Linked DNA regions of Mus musculus: region 2 is linked to region 1. A link is a contact called in public Hi-C data. All regions are on one chromosome and are shown on one strand. Each heading gives the region's core, a stretch centred on a gene start, on an enhancer-like site or on the middle of the called end of the contact. The rest is flanking DNA. Distances are from core to core; before and after follow the strand shown. Region 1 overlaps Vsx2 (visual system homeobox 2). Region 2 overlaps Npc2 (NPC intracellular cholesterol transporter 2).

Evidence for each region. Hi-C and Micro-C count contacts between places; a contact is called where the count stands out from the background.
Region 2: a Hi-C map of muscle stem cells shows a contact between it and region 1, with 2.1 times the contacts expected there. The contact joins two enhancer-like sites. A contact is called at or near these places in 2 of 484 Hi-C or Micro-C datasets (Sertoli cells and muscle stem cells), 6 of 115 datasets of contacts at active chromatin or transcription factors (effector CD8 T cells, embryonic stem cells, memory CD8 T cells and 2 more) and 4 of 9 other capture datasets (adipose tissue, embryonic stem cells, liver and 1 more).

What each region holds. Positions count from the first base shown.
Region 1 is chr12:84,586,823-84,592,820 of GRCm38.p6, forward strand. It overlaps Vsx2 (visual system homeobox 2), which reads left to right. Exons shown (of 5, transcript NM_007701.3): 4 at 5,349-5,529. Among named protein-coding and RNA genes, the nearest start is that of Vsx2, 20 kb to the left of the region's middle. Within about 2 kb of position 3,834, at least 57 of the 459 cell types and tissues checked have an H3K27ac peak or open chromatin away from gene starts, as enhancers often do. A contact at or near this core is called in adipose tissue and muscle stem cells, where this site is marked.
Region 2 is chr12:84,749,750-84,755,747 of GRCm38.p6, forward strand. It overlaps Npc2 (NPC intracellular cholesterol transporter 2), which reads right to left. Exons shown (of 4, transcript NM_023409.4): 4 at 4,810-5,998. Among named protein-coding and RNA genes, the nearest start is that of Npc2, 20 kb to the right of the region's middle. Within about 2 kb of position 3,037, at least 120 of the 459 cell types and tissues checked have an H3K27ac peak or open chromatin away from gene starts, as enhancers often do. A contact at or near this core is called in adipose tissue and muscle stem cells, where this site is marked.

The sequences.
Region 1 (5,998 bases), core at 2,584-5,083:
ATGTTTATTGACAAACCCTGTCTCAAAACATAAGGTGGGCCAGATGGTAGTGGTCCATGCCTTTAATCCCAGCACATGGGAGGTAGAGGCAGGTGGACCTCTATGAGTTTGAGGCCAGCCTGATCTACAGAGTGAGTTTCAGAATACCCAGGCCTACACAGAGAAATCCTGTCTTGAAAAAAAAAACAAAAACAACAACAACAAAAAAAAAGATAGAGTGTGACAGAGAAAGGTACCTGGACCCCCATGTGTGCATACATGGGTGCTTGCACGTGCATATACATCATTTGCAGAATACACATGGAATGTTGAACTCACGTTACCAAAGGCCAACTGCAGATTTTGATTTGAAAAACCTAAGATCACGTAGCACCTTTGAGTTCTGATTGCTCTTGGCTAAGATCAAGTCTAGTGACTTTTTAAAAAGAGTTATTTATCTACTTATGTATATTCGATGCATTATGTATATTCAGTGTGTGTAATCTGCATGTATGCCTGCATGACAGAGGGCATCAGATCCCATATGAACACCATATTCCATCACAGATGATGGTGAGCCACCATGTGGGTGCTGGGAATTGAACTCAGGACCTCTGGAAGGACATCCAGTACTCTTAACTGCTGAGCCACCCCTCCAGGCCAAGCATAGTGGCTTTTAAACTCAGTGCACACGATGGTTACTTGGATCAAGACAAGAGGAGGAAAAGCATGAAAATGGCTTACTAATCCCTTGTCTGCTTCCCTCCAAGGCAGTCATCATTTTTGATGCCAGCTGCCCTAAAGCAAAATCGCTTTGGCTTGTCCAGGTTTCCTCCATAAATTGCAGCCTCATCTGGTCTTCATGAGGAGCCAGACATCCCAGGAACTCATAATTGAGGACCGGAGTTCGAGCCACCAGCTGGCGCATGCTCCCCAGGGAGAGTGTCATGGGAAAGCTGACCTTCACACCAGTGATTTGTTTGCTGGAGGAGAACCCGAAAGGGGGGGGGGGTTCTGTTTATGAGCCCAGAACAGGTCTACAAGCCTATACCCCGTCTTTAGTTCCTAATTCGTCCTTTCTACCTCTCAGCCCCACTGTGTCTCCAGCACCTCCGGAATGCCTGGACCACCCAGGGGAATGCACCTTCCATGGAGGGCTGGCAGACACATTCTAGTATTTGCACATTCCATGATGCTGTCTCCAGAATCTCTAATCCAGACTGTGCTGAAAATGGAAAGGTCCTCAATCATTTTAGCATCAAAGCTCACGTGGTGGCAAAAGCAGACCAGGCCTTGTACCATTTCTGGGTGTCTCTTAGTGTGGGTAAGGGTGTGTTTGCTGTAGGAACTGAGGCTGGGGGAGATGGTAGTTAGGGCTCCTGGGCAGAGCGGTATTAGCATGTGGTACGTGTATCCTTCCTTCCTTCCTTCTTCAGTTTTGAGACAAGCGCTTATTTGACCCAGGGTGGTCTTAAACATCCCGTGTAGCCAGGGCTGGCCTTGAACTCCTTGTCTTTCTGTCTCTACCTCCCAAGTTCTGGGATTACAGGGTCGAGCCTCCAGGACTGGCTACATACACTTTTGTCACAGATTTGTTTTTATCTACCTGGGTGCCTGGGTAGGCCGTAAAAGAACATGGGCTACCTCTGGAGCTGGAGTTACAGGAGGCTGTGGGTGCTGAGAGCTGAACTCAGGTCCTCTGTAAGAACAGCACATGTTCTTAACTATTAGCTGTCTCAGCCAGGGGTGGTGGTAAGGAACACCTTGAATCCCAGCAAGAGGCGGTTGGATTTCTATGAGTTTGAGGCCAGCCTGGTCTACAGAGTGAGTTCCAGGACAGCAAGTTTACACAGAGAAACCCTGTCTTAAAAACCAAAGCAAAGCCTGGCAGTGGTGGCACACACCTTTAATCTTAGCACTTGGGAGGCAGAGGCAGGCAGATTTCTGAGTTCGAGGCCAGTCTGGTCTACAGAGTGAGTTCCAGGACAGCCAGAGCTATACAGAGAAACCCTGTCTCGAAAAAACAAAACAACAAACAAACAAACAAAAAGAACAAAAAAACAAAAACAAAACAAAAAACCCAAAGCAAATAAACACCCCCCCCCAAAAAAAAAAACCCTACTAAGAGTCTTTCCAGTCCAGGCTACACATACTTTTAAAAGTCTCAGCCTCTGGCTGCAGGTGGTGTAGCTAAGGAGCCCTGCGGTTCCCAGTCCTATTTTTGGTGGTTGGAATCTGTCACCATCTATTCTACCTTGTCTTGTCTGAGGGCTTGAGGGAACCAGAAGGCACTTATACAGGTGGGTCCTTTCAGATGTTGCCTCTGTTGGGAGAAGATAGTTTAAAACAAGCGAGTACTTTGTATAGGGGGACTAAGTGTTAATAGGAGGGAGATGGAAGAAGACCCGCCCCAGAGGGCAGACAGTGGGACAGATACCCAGGAGAACCGGCAGGCAGCCTTGGGGAGTAAGGCCAGGGTCAGACAAGTAGGCCATCTTCGTGGCTCACAACACTATTGCTCAGAGGGTAGCTATCTAGAGGATGTAACTTTATAAAAACTCTTATTCCTTGGCAGTTTCCCAAAGTGTTGGAAGTCTTAGATCTTTGCTTTCTGGGTCCCCAGATCTAAACCTAAATTGCAGATTCCAATCAGTGATGTGTGGGAAAAGTGTGGCTCTCTGGAAGATGCTACACCCAGGGAAGGTCCAGTGATGGCTTTCTAAGTTTTTGGTCTCTGAGAGCTTGGAGATAATCATGGCTTCTGAGGAGTGGCATTCCCATTTTTATTGTATTTTATTCAGACAGTCTTACTATGTAACCATGGCTGGCCTGGAATTCACCATGTAGACTAGGATGGCCTTGAACTCACAGAGACCCATCTGCTTTTCTCCCGTGTTGGGATCAAAGGCATGTATTACTGCATCCAGCCTTTTCCTACTTTTAGAGACTCCTGGTTATTTGCAAAGAAGAGATCCCCAAACACAGCTATATGGATTAATTAGAAGATGTTTTGAAAGGTGTGGTCTTTCCTTGCAGGAAGAGAGCATTCCTGTAGCTCACCAATATAGTTGGGTAGCACCAGGAGCGCCCCCTGCTGGGTGTGGCTGGCCCAAGTGACGATCTGCTCCCTCTGCGCCATCTGCCGGTGATGGCGGGAAGCGCCATTGAGCAAGGCCTCTGGAGCCCCGCGTCCGAGCCTTGGCTCCTGGGTGCCCAGGCAGCTAAGGGTTAAGCTGTCAGCGGCGCGAAGTTAAACAGGTGTCAAAGGCGCCCCATATATCTGCAGATTGAAATCAAATTCTTTGCCGTATAAAAAGATAAATTACCCAGGCGCTGCCGCGCGTCCCACTCATCACGCCAGCGCCAGACGGCAAGCAATTTTTTTTTTTAATGTGCTAACGACCTAATCAAGCAATCAAGTCGGAGAAGATTGCAGAGTGACCGGGGCAGCCATCTGCCGGCGAGCCCCGCATTCATTTCCGCGCCCCCCGCACCGGGCGGGGGCCGGGGAGGGAGCTGCCGGGGGAGAGGCGGTGGAAGAGGGGGGGAAAAATCCTAAACAAATTAACACCCAATTTTCCCCGTCTAATTAGTTAAATGAGAAGTGTTTGGGGTCCCCCGGGGAGGGGGAGCAGCTCGTGGTAAGGCGATCGCTGCCTCCCCAGCATTAATTAGTGCGGGTCAATGCCGTGGCTCCCAGGAGAGAAGCCGCTTTAATTTCCCGTGATATTTCAGTGCCTGAGGCCCATCGATTCAAACTGAAATTAACTTATTTTTCAATCAGCCCAGGGCTGCCCCTGGGGGTGACTCTTCTTTTGCCGCCTCCTGAATAGAGCCGGAGCAATTTTTCATCAAAAGCTGATACCGTGGCCGCCCAGGGCGGGGGAGGGGCCCGCAGGGAAGGGCGGGGGCGCCAGAGGCGAGTGGGTGGAAAGCACCCAGAAAACTGGTTTTCTGTTCCTAGCTTCCTATCCTGAGATCCAGATGGGACTGGATGCACCCGGGAGACTTTCAGGCCCATTAGATTCCCGGAGGGCATCAGCCTTCCTTTAGGACAAGGCTGGGGAAATTCTGGGCTCTGTCAGTAGCTGGTCTCAGGAAGGTTGTTTGGGGGATACGGAGACATCCTGATCCCCTGAACAGTCTGGATGCGTGGATTTCCTCTTGGAGGCTGCAAAGGCATTGTAACACGGTGACAGGATGATGGTGATGATGATGATGATGATGATGATGATGCAGCTGCAGACGACCCCAGGGGACCCCAGTGTCTTTCAGATTCAGCCTGTACCAGTTAACTCAGGGACCAAATATACAGTCCCTAGGGTGTCACCTACCAAGCTCTTCTCTGCCTCAATACTATAGAATGTCATATTCCTTCCCTGACCCAGGAATGTCACCCACTTGGTCAAAATTACATTCAATGTCAGGCCTGGAATGGTGGGGAGCAAGGTATGTGGGGGGCTATGGTGACTCAGCTGGGAGAGGGCAGGAAAATGTGGCAGGTGAGTGTTCAAGGAGAGCCTGCCACCTGCTGCCAGACTCACAGACACCTGGAAGTGCACGGGCTGTTCTGGGCTCATATTCTGGGCTCTTCCTGGTCTGGGGTGAAGAATAGGGCCAGGGGATTTGGTCTTTAAAAAAAATTATTATGTCATTGTGTGTGTTTGGGAGTCTTGCTTGTGTGTATGTATCTCTGCGCACTTCTTGGGTGCCTGGTACCTGCAGAGGCCAGATGAGGGGTGTCAGACCCCCAGAACTAGAGTCGAAGAAGGTTGTGAACTCTTGTAAGTGCTGGGAACCAAACCCAGGTCTTCTGGAAGAACCCATGCTCCTAACCACTGAACTGTCTCTCCAGCCCCTGGAATCTGTCCTTTTGTAAACCAGAGGGTCTCTTACAGCCATGGCCTGTAGGTTGGGTATCTATAAATGTGGCCCAACATGAAGTTGTAATCTTAGAATGGGGTCAGGCCTACGTGGTATTCAAGCCAGAACGCCATAGCTGACAGGACACACCTGTACCCTGAAGGTGTGTCTGCAGGATCCTCTGCACCTGTTCGGACACCTCAGCTGCAAACTGAGGCCCTTACTGGATGCTGCCCACCTGCTGGGCCTTGTCTGAAAGTGTCCCTAGCCTATCTTCCTAGAATGACTTTGACTTAAAACAACAAATGGACCCATTTTGCCCATGGTAGCCTCGAGTCTTGATGCCAACATTCTGAATACCCCCCTTAGTCTGAGACTCTGACTCTGTGGAGGAGGCGAGTTGCATTAACAACCACCCCCTCCCCCACCCTGAGGCAGACAGAGGGAGGGGCCTTGGGCCTGGAGTCTCTCAGAGTGAAGCTTTAACCACTTCTCCACCATGCCAGGTGTGGTTCCAGAACCGCAGAGCCAAGTGGAGGAAGAGGGAGAAGTGCTGGGGCCGGAGCAGCGTCATGGCTGAGTATGGTCTCTATGGAGCCATGGTGAGGCACTCGATCCCCCTGCCAGAGTCTATCCTCAAGTCTGCCAAGGATGGCATAATGGATTCCTGTGCCCCATGGCTACTGGGTAAGAGCCCGTGCCCTCCTTGGGGCCCTGCCCCTGGGGTGAGGAGAGCGGGCTCTACTCGGGGAGGAATCCGAACACTGGGTAGGGAGACCTGGGCCACTATGACCCCATGGCATTGAGGTCTTCCAAGCAGGCCAACCTGTCTTTCTGGGGCTGTCCTTTGACCTACCCACTGGGTGTCAGGACTGCCACTCTAGAATCACTGGCTCCTCACACTGGCAGCGTGAGGAGAACATGGCCCTTGCCCTAGAATCTGGAGTCCTTTCTCCCTGACTAGAGATGGGTTTATAGTAAATTAAATACTCCCTTTTGTGAGTTGAGGGGACTCCTGTGTCCCTTTGGTCACTTCTCTAGCTTTGCCCAAGAACTTCTTTGCCCCAAACCTCCCCATCTGACAAATCCCATCAGTTGCCCTCCAGGCCTGTGATAACAGCATCAGCTTATCTCAGGGGTCCTAAGGCCTGAAGTC
Region 2 (5,998 bases), core at 1,787-4,286, 160 kb after region 1:
AAACCCTCAAGAACCTCACACTGGCCAAGCTCAACACTCAACTAGACTGCAGGGCAATCAAGATGGCTAACGGACAGATACAATTGCCCCTGACTTCTGTATCCTCACAGGTCTGCTTTACAACAAAGTATCCTAGTTCAGCATTTGGGAGGCTATGGTAGTCTGGCTACATTGAAAGTTCTAGGGTAGCCTGGGCAACTTAACAAGATCCTGAGTCCAGCTAAAGGAAGACCTAACTCCCTGACAGATACTTGCCGGTGCCCCCAGAGCCTGGGTTCAGTGTTCAGCACCACCGAACCAAAAAAAATCATTTTTAAAATGTGACAGGTGACAGGTCAGCTCCAGTCCTGAGCTGTACCCAAGTCCTCTTCAAGAGCAGTACACAACTCTTAATGACCAGGTCACCTCTCCAGCCCTCCAATATCTTTCTTTGTGATTGAATCTAGGTCATTGTTCTTCCTGTGCGGCTTTTGGGTTTCTGTGTATGAGCTCAGCTAGCTCCTCTAACCAACAGGACCCAAGTAGGACAGCCCCAGGGACTGAGTTCTCAGCACTCTGGTTTTCAAACTACATGTGCACAAGCGTCCTTTGTTTTGTCCGGACAATAGCTCTGCGAGGCATCTAACTAAAAGGTTAAATGGTTGACACAAGACCTCACAGCCAATGGGCCAGACCAGAGGCTTTTATCTTCCTCTGGTGAATTTCCTAAGCTTAGGCTTTCTGTGTCAGTCACCTAGAAAGCGGACAGATAGTCCTGGGCTTCCATAGTCTAGGACAGTGGATTTCAACCCGTGGGGTCATGACCCCTTTGGGGGCCAAATGATCCTTTCACAGGGGTTGCATATCAGATATTTAAATTACCAATTCATAGCAGAGCAAAGTGACAGTTATGAAGGGACAATGAAAATAATTTTATGGTTGGGGTCACGGCAACATGAGGAACTGTATTAAAGGGTCACGGCACTCGGAAGGTTAGAACTACTGTTCTAGGAGATGCTCCAGAGCTCTCTGGGCGTTGTTCCCACTGAGTCACACCTTGGCAAGTCTGGTGGGAATCTGCGGCGGCCACCGCAGGCTGCCGACACTGAGTACACCACAGGGAGACAGCTGCACGAGCCAGATGTGCTTCCTGTCGCCCTCGCACAGACATGACATGACTTATAGCTATGGAGCCAAAGGCCTCACCGCACCCTAGACAGAAGCCAAAGGGACCGGAGGCTTTGTGTGCCAAAGATACAGCCTGAAGAGGAGGGAGGTTATGGCCAGGGAGTGTTTCATAGGTCAGCTGGACGTGAGGCTACATCAGCAGCCAGTCCCAGAGGCTTATGACAGCTGACTTCCAGAAGGTGTGAGCTCCAACCTTTCTCTGGAACTGCCTACCTGGGATAGGGCACTCCAGTGTCCTTCACAAAAAAACGAAACCAAGCCAGCTACTGCTCCTCTTTCTGTCACTTTTGGAGACCAGGGTACTAGAGTGTTAAATGGTCCTATTCAAATTAAAAAAAAAATGGCACTCGTCCCCCATAAAGACACTTATATAAATAAGTGTCCCTGAGTGCTAGGCATGGTGGTGTATACCTGTAATCTCAGAATCTGGGAGGGAGAGACAGGAGGATCAGAAGTTCCGGGTCACCCTCAACTACACAGAGTACAAGCACTGCCGGGACTATATGAGACACGGTCTCAAAAAATAAAGAGGGAAGAAAAACTGCTGATCACTGAGTTCTAGGCATTTACTCAAATCCCCTATCTGTGACTCCAGGCCCCTGTCAGCTCCCATGGCTGCAACCTTCCTTCCTCACCAAGGATAGCGATACTAATGCCAATAGAACTCCTTTGAAAGGCTGTGAGGATTCTCTCACTCTGTGACAGCTGAGGACACAGAGGCCCTGTGAAGGATCCAAAGTCAACGAACTGCAAAGGAGGTAGGGAGCTGCAAACCCAACTAAAAGTCAAACTGTAAGTAACGACTACTTCTCAAAGTGACATCCTCCCCCAGAGGTTCTGGGGGCATCTGTCTCTCTGGTGCTCGGCTTCCCAGGCTGTAAAGCCTACTGGGAGGGATTGAGACCAACAAAACTCCAGCAGACGGACAGAATAGGAGAAAGAATCAACATCACATCTCATGAGTCCTCTGAACTAAACCTCCGGGAGGTGGGCTCTCAAATGTCTGCTTAGCCCCAGCCTCCGTCCCAAACCCTCTCTGGATTCCTAAAGTTTATGTTGTCCTTACAAGTCCATGATCTCTGTCTGTCCATTATGCCCAAACATCCCCTTAGAATCCCAGTGGTTCATGCTCACAGAGACCTGGAGGGACCTAGTTGGATCCGTTCAGTCTCTACATTTACAGCAGAGTTAATGACACTGACAATTTACAGTGGTTAATGACACAGCCACTAAGGAACTTTCTCTTTGTTCTCCCTTTGCCACTAACCAGTGACTTGAGAGTCACTTCCCTTGGTTGGGAAACACAAGAATCTCGTGACCATTCATTGCTCAGATACGCTGAGGATCCCTCATCAAATCATGACTTTTATACTTTGATCTGCCTGGCAGAGGAACGGGGATGCATGGGGTGCAGGAAGCAGCGTGGTGTGTTTCTCTCACACTGAGAACAGACTGCCGCAGCTGGCCTGCCCTCCCGCTTTCTGATCTGGTACACCCAGTTTCTCTGCCGCATTCAAGACCAGCAGCCATCTGTTTTGCCTGCCAACTTCCTTAGTGGCCTGACCCTCTGGCAGTCAGAGTTAAGCTAATCCCTTCACCTGCTGGCTGCTTTGCTGGGGCATATGGTTTGTGGAGAGGGGCCTGCCAGAGAGAGCACGATATTTTTCCTCTCAGAGACCCTGGAGAGGAGGATGGTAATGCTGGCATGCCAAGCCTGCTCCAGAATCTATGCCTTCACTGTCCATGGGGACAAGTACTTGTGTGTGCTCTGTGACCACTGAGGGCAACGAGCAGACAGATCAGGGACAGCGGAAGCTCTGGCCTCTCACATGTGTCATTCATTCTCTGGTGGGACCCTCACTTATGCAAGCTCCTTGGTTCCTCCGGGTCTTTTCAGCAACCAAATCCCTGGTCTGGAGAACATGGTAGGTTCCTATGGCAATGGGCCTTTTAGCTGTTTCCATAGCAACGAACACTCAGACCATCTAGTTGCTAGTCAACTGACAGCTGTAAGTGAATCGGATTCAGTTTATAAGCTGAAGGTTAGGCCCGGGGCTCCTCTGGAGAGGACTCCTCTCAAAGCTTCCAGTCGATATTTGGGGGACCCACAGCCACTTTCTACCTTGAATCACACCGCAATATCCATCCACATTCCCAACACACACCACTGATCATCCTGGCCTTTCAGCAAGCCCTCAGGGCTTCTCTGGAGGAAGCGCTTATTCTGAATAACACCCTACTGACTCTGTGGCAGTGTTGCTCCTAGGTACCACAACTTTGTCCCTAAACCAACCCACTGTGGGGGCACTGTTCTTGGATTCTCTAAAGAAAATGGTTATCCACGACTGTATTTCTTTAATTGACCTTACCCACTTAGTCCTTTCCTATGCCTGGGGCATTCTCAGGAATAACTCTGCTTTATCTGTGAATCGTGTCATATTTCTTTCTTCTTTCCTTCCCACCTTCCCTCCTTAGACAAGATCTCAGGTAGCCTAGTCTGGCCTTGAACTTGCTGTAGCCAAGGATGACCTTAAATTTATCCTCCAGCCTTTACGGCCTAGTGCTGGGACCATGGGCATTTGCTGCCAGGCTCAGATAATTACTTATTAGTGTGCATTTGATGAGGATATCAGTTTGTCATTTTCCTTGTATGGCAGTGACAACCTTGGATGTCAGTCCAAGTTTAAGACAGGAATTTGTTTGCCACCCCATACAGCAGGCAAGCTGATGCATCCAGATTTCACCCCCCCCCCCAATTTTATTTCTTTTAGGCCTATGGGTGTTTCGCCTGCATGTAAGTCTGCTGCTGTTCAGGCTCCGCGTCTCTGTCCACCTTGGGTGACCAGAGTGGCTTCAGATCAGGCAGTTATGAGTGCAGCAAGAACAGACTCTTGGGAGACAGCTCCAATGGGGGAACAAAGGCTGCTACGCAACCTTTGGGGCGTGGGTAGGGGCTTTTGGAGTGAATGTACATCATTGGCCTGGGGCAGGGTGCTGGGGTCTCATTTGCATAAGGAGGAATTCCAGGTACCGATGGACATGACCTTATAAGGGAGAGGAAGCTTGACCTGGCTACTTGGCTGTGTAGCCTCCTCCAGGGGGCAAAGGCGGTGTGTGTGTGTGTGTGTGTGTGTGTGTGTGTGTGTCCCAAGCTTCATGCTCCAGGACAGGAAGGCTCAGAGCAGGGGTGAGGGTGGGGGGACGTGGGGGTGCAGAGACCTTACTCCTGCCAATCTCAGGATCAGATTTCTGGGGTTTGGACACACCTTTACCCCACTTTTGCTTTGCCACAGTTCCTACCCTCGATTCATGGCTCCCCAGTCCCAAATAAGTCCGTGTATCATGTGTATGCCATGCCCGAAGAGGGTGTCTGACCCCCTGGAAGTGCAGTTACAGGGAGCTATGAGCCACCATGTGGGTGCTGAAAACTGAACCCCAGTCCTCTGGAAGAGCAGCCAATGTACTTAACCACTGAGCCATCTCTTCAGCCCCACATCTCGCTTTGTTAGTGGGTTCTGGGGAGACCTTTTATCCTTTAAGCCTCATCTCCAGCCCTGTTTTTTAACACACACACACACATACACACACACACACACACACACACACACACACAACTTCCTTCAAAATCAGGCATCCAGGATCTGAAATGATTCCACCCCTTGATTTTTATTAGTATGAAGATCAGACCATAGCATTGGGGATCTTGAGATTTACCTGCCTCAGATTCCTGTAAGGGAAGAGTGGGTCTAAGACTCAAGGTTTGCACAGAGACAGGCAGTAGAAAACACGGGGCCCTTTGTATGCTTAGGATTCAAGGCTTCTGTGTTAATGACTGTGAACTTTCTTGTAGGGATGACCTTTCAAACTAATCCTCCCATGGGAGACTACCTATCTCACAACTGCAGGCTCCACTGAGCCTCCCAGTGGCCCGTAAGCAAACAGTCCTAAGCTGTTGGGTCACCTCCTGTTCTGATGAGGACACAAGGGCACTAACAGAGCTTCCTCCTCCCACCCCCCATTTTTTCGGGTTTGAGAGCTGTTAGTTGCAGAGCTAAAAAGGCAAGAAGAATCTGTTGGGAAAAGGGAGTCAGCAAACACAGAAGTGAGTTTCTCCTGGCCCCTCAGCAAGCTCCCACACAGACGATAGCTATGTTTTTCTGAGACACATTACACATGAGATTGAGCCTCCGGATTTTCCTATTTCTAGACAAAAAGAGCAGCCTAGCACAATGGCTCACACCGACAGCGTGTATACCGCACGCCCTGACTCGTGTTTTACATGCCTCATTTCACTTCACATGGCGCTACCATTGTCCCTGGTCAATGGATTAGGAAAATCCAAATTGAAGCACGGAGAGATGGAATCACTTACAGCTCACATTCACAGCTGAATAACTGGAGGAGCCAAAATTTAACCACGGGCAGCTGGAAGCAACGACCTCAGCAGGTAACTACTTTTGGAGTTCACATGATTCTGACTCATATGGGAAGATAGGGTGGGCTCAGGGTGAAAGGATACACAAAAGACCTCTGTACAGTGGGTGAACAGGTCACCGGTAAGAACTTCATTATTGACCCATTGCTGCCCCCTGGTGGTTTGCCTGGGAAACTCACAGGTAAAAAAAAACCCGCAAGCCTCCAGTCCTATGCTATTCGGATTTTATGAATGGGGGCCTACACTGGCAATCTCAGCACTTGAGGTAGAAGCAGGAGGCTCAGAAAGTCAAGGTTCTCCGATACATGGCTAGTTCAAAGCCAGCCTGAGATACGTCAGACCTCATCTCAAAAACAGCGTGTGCATTCCCTACCAAAAACTATGATCCATGACCAT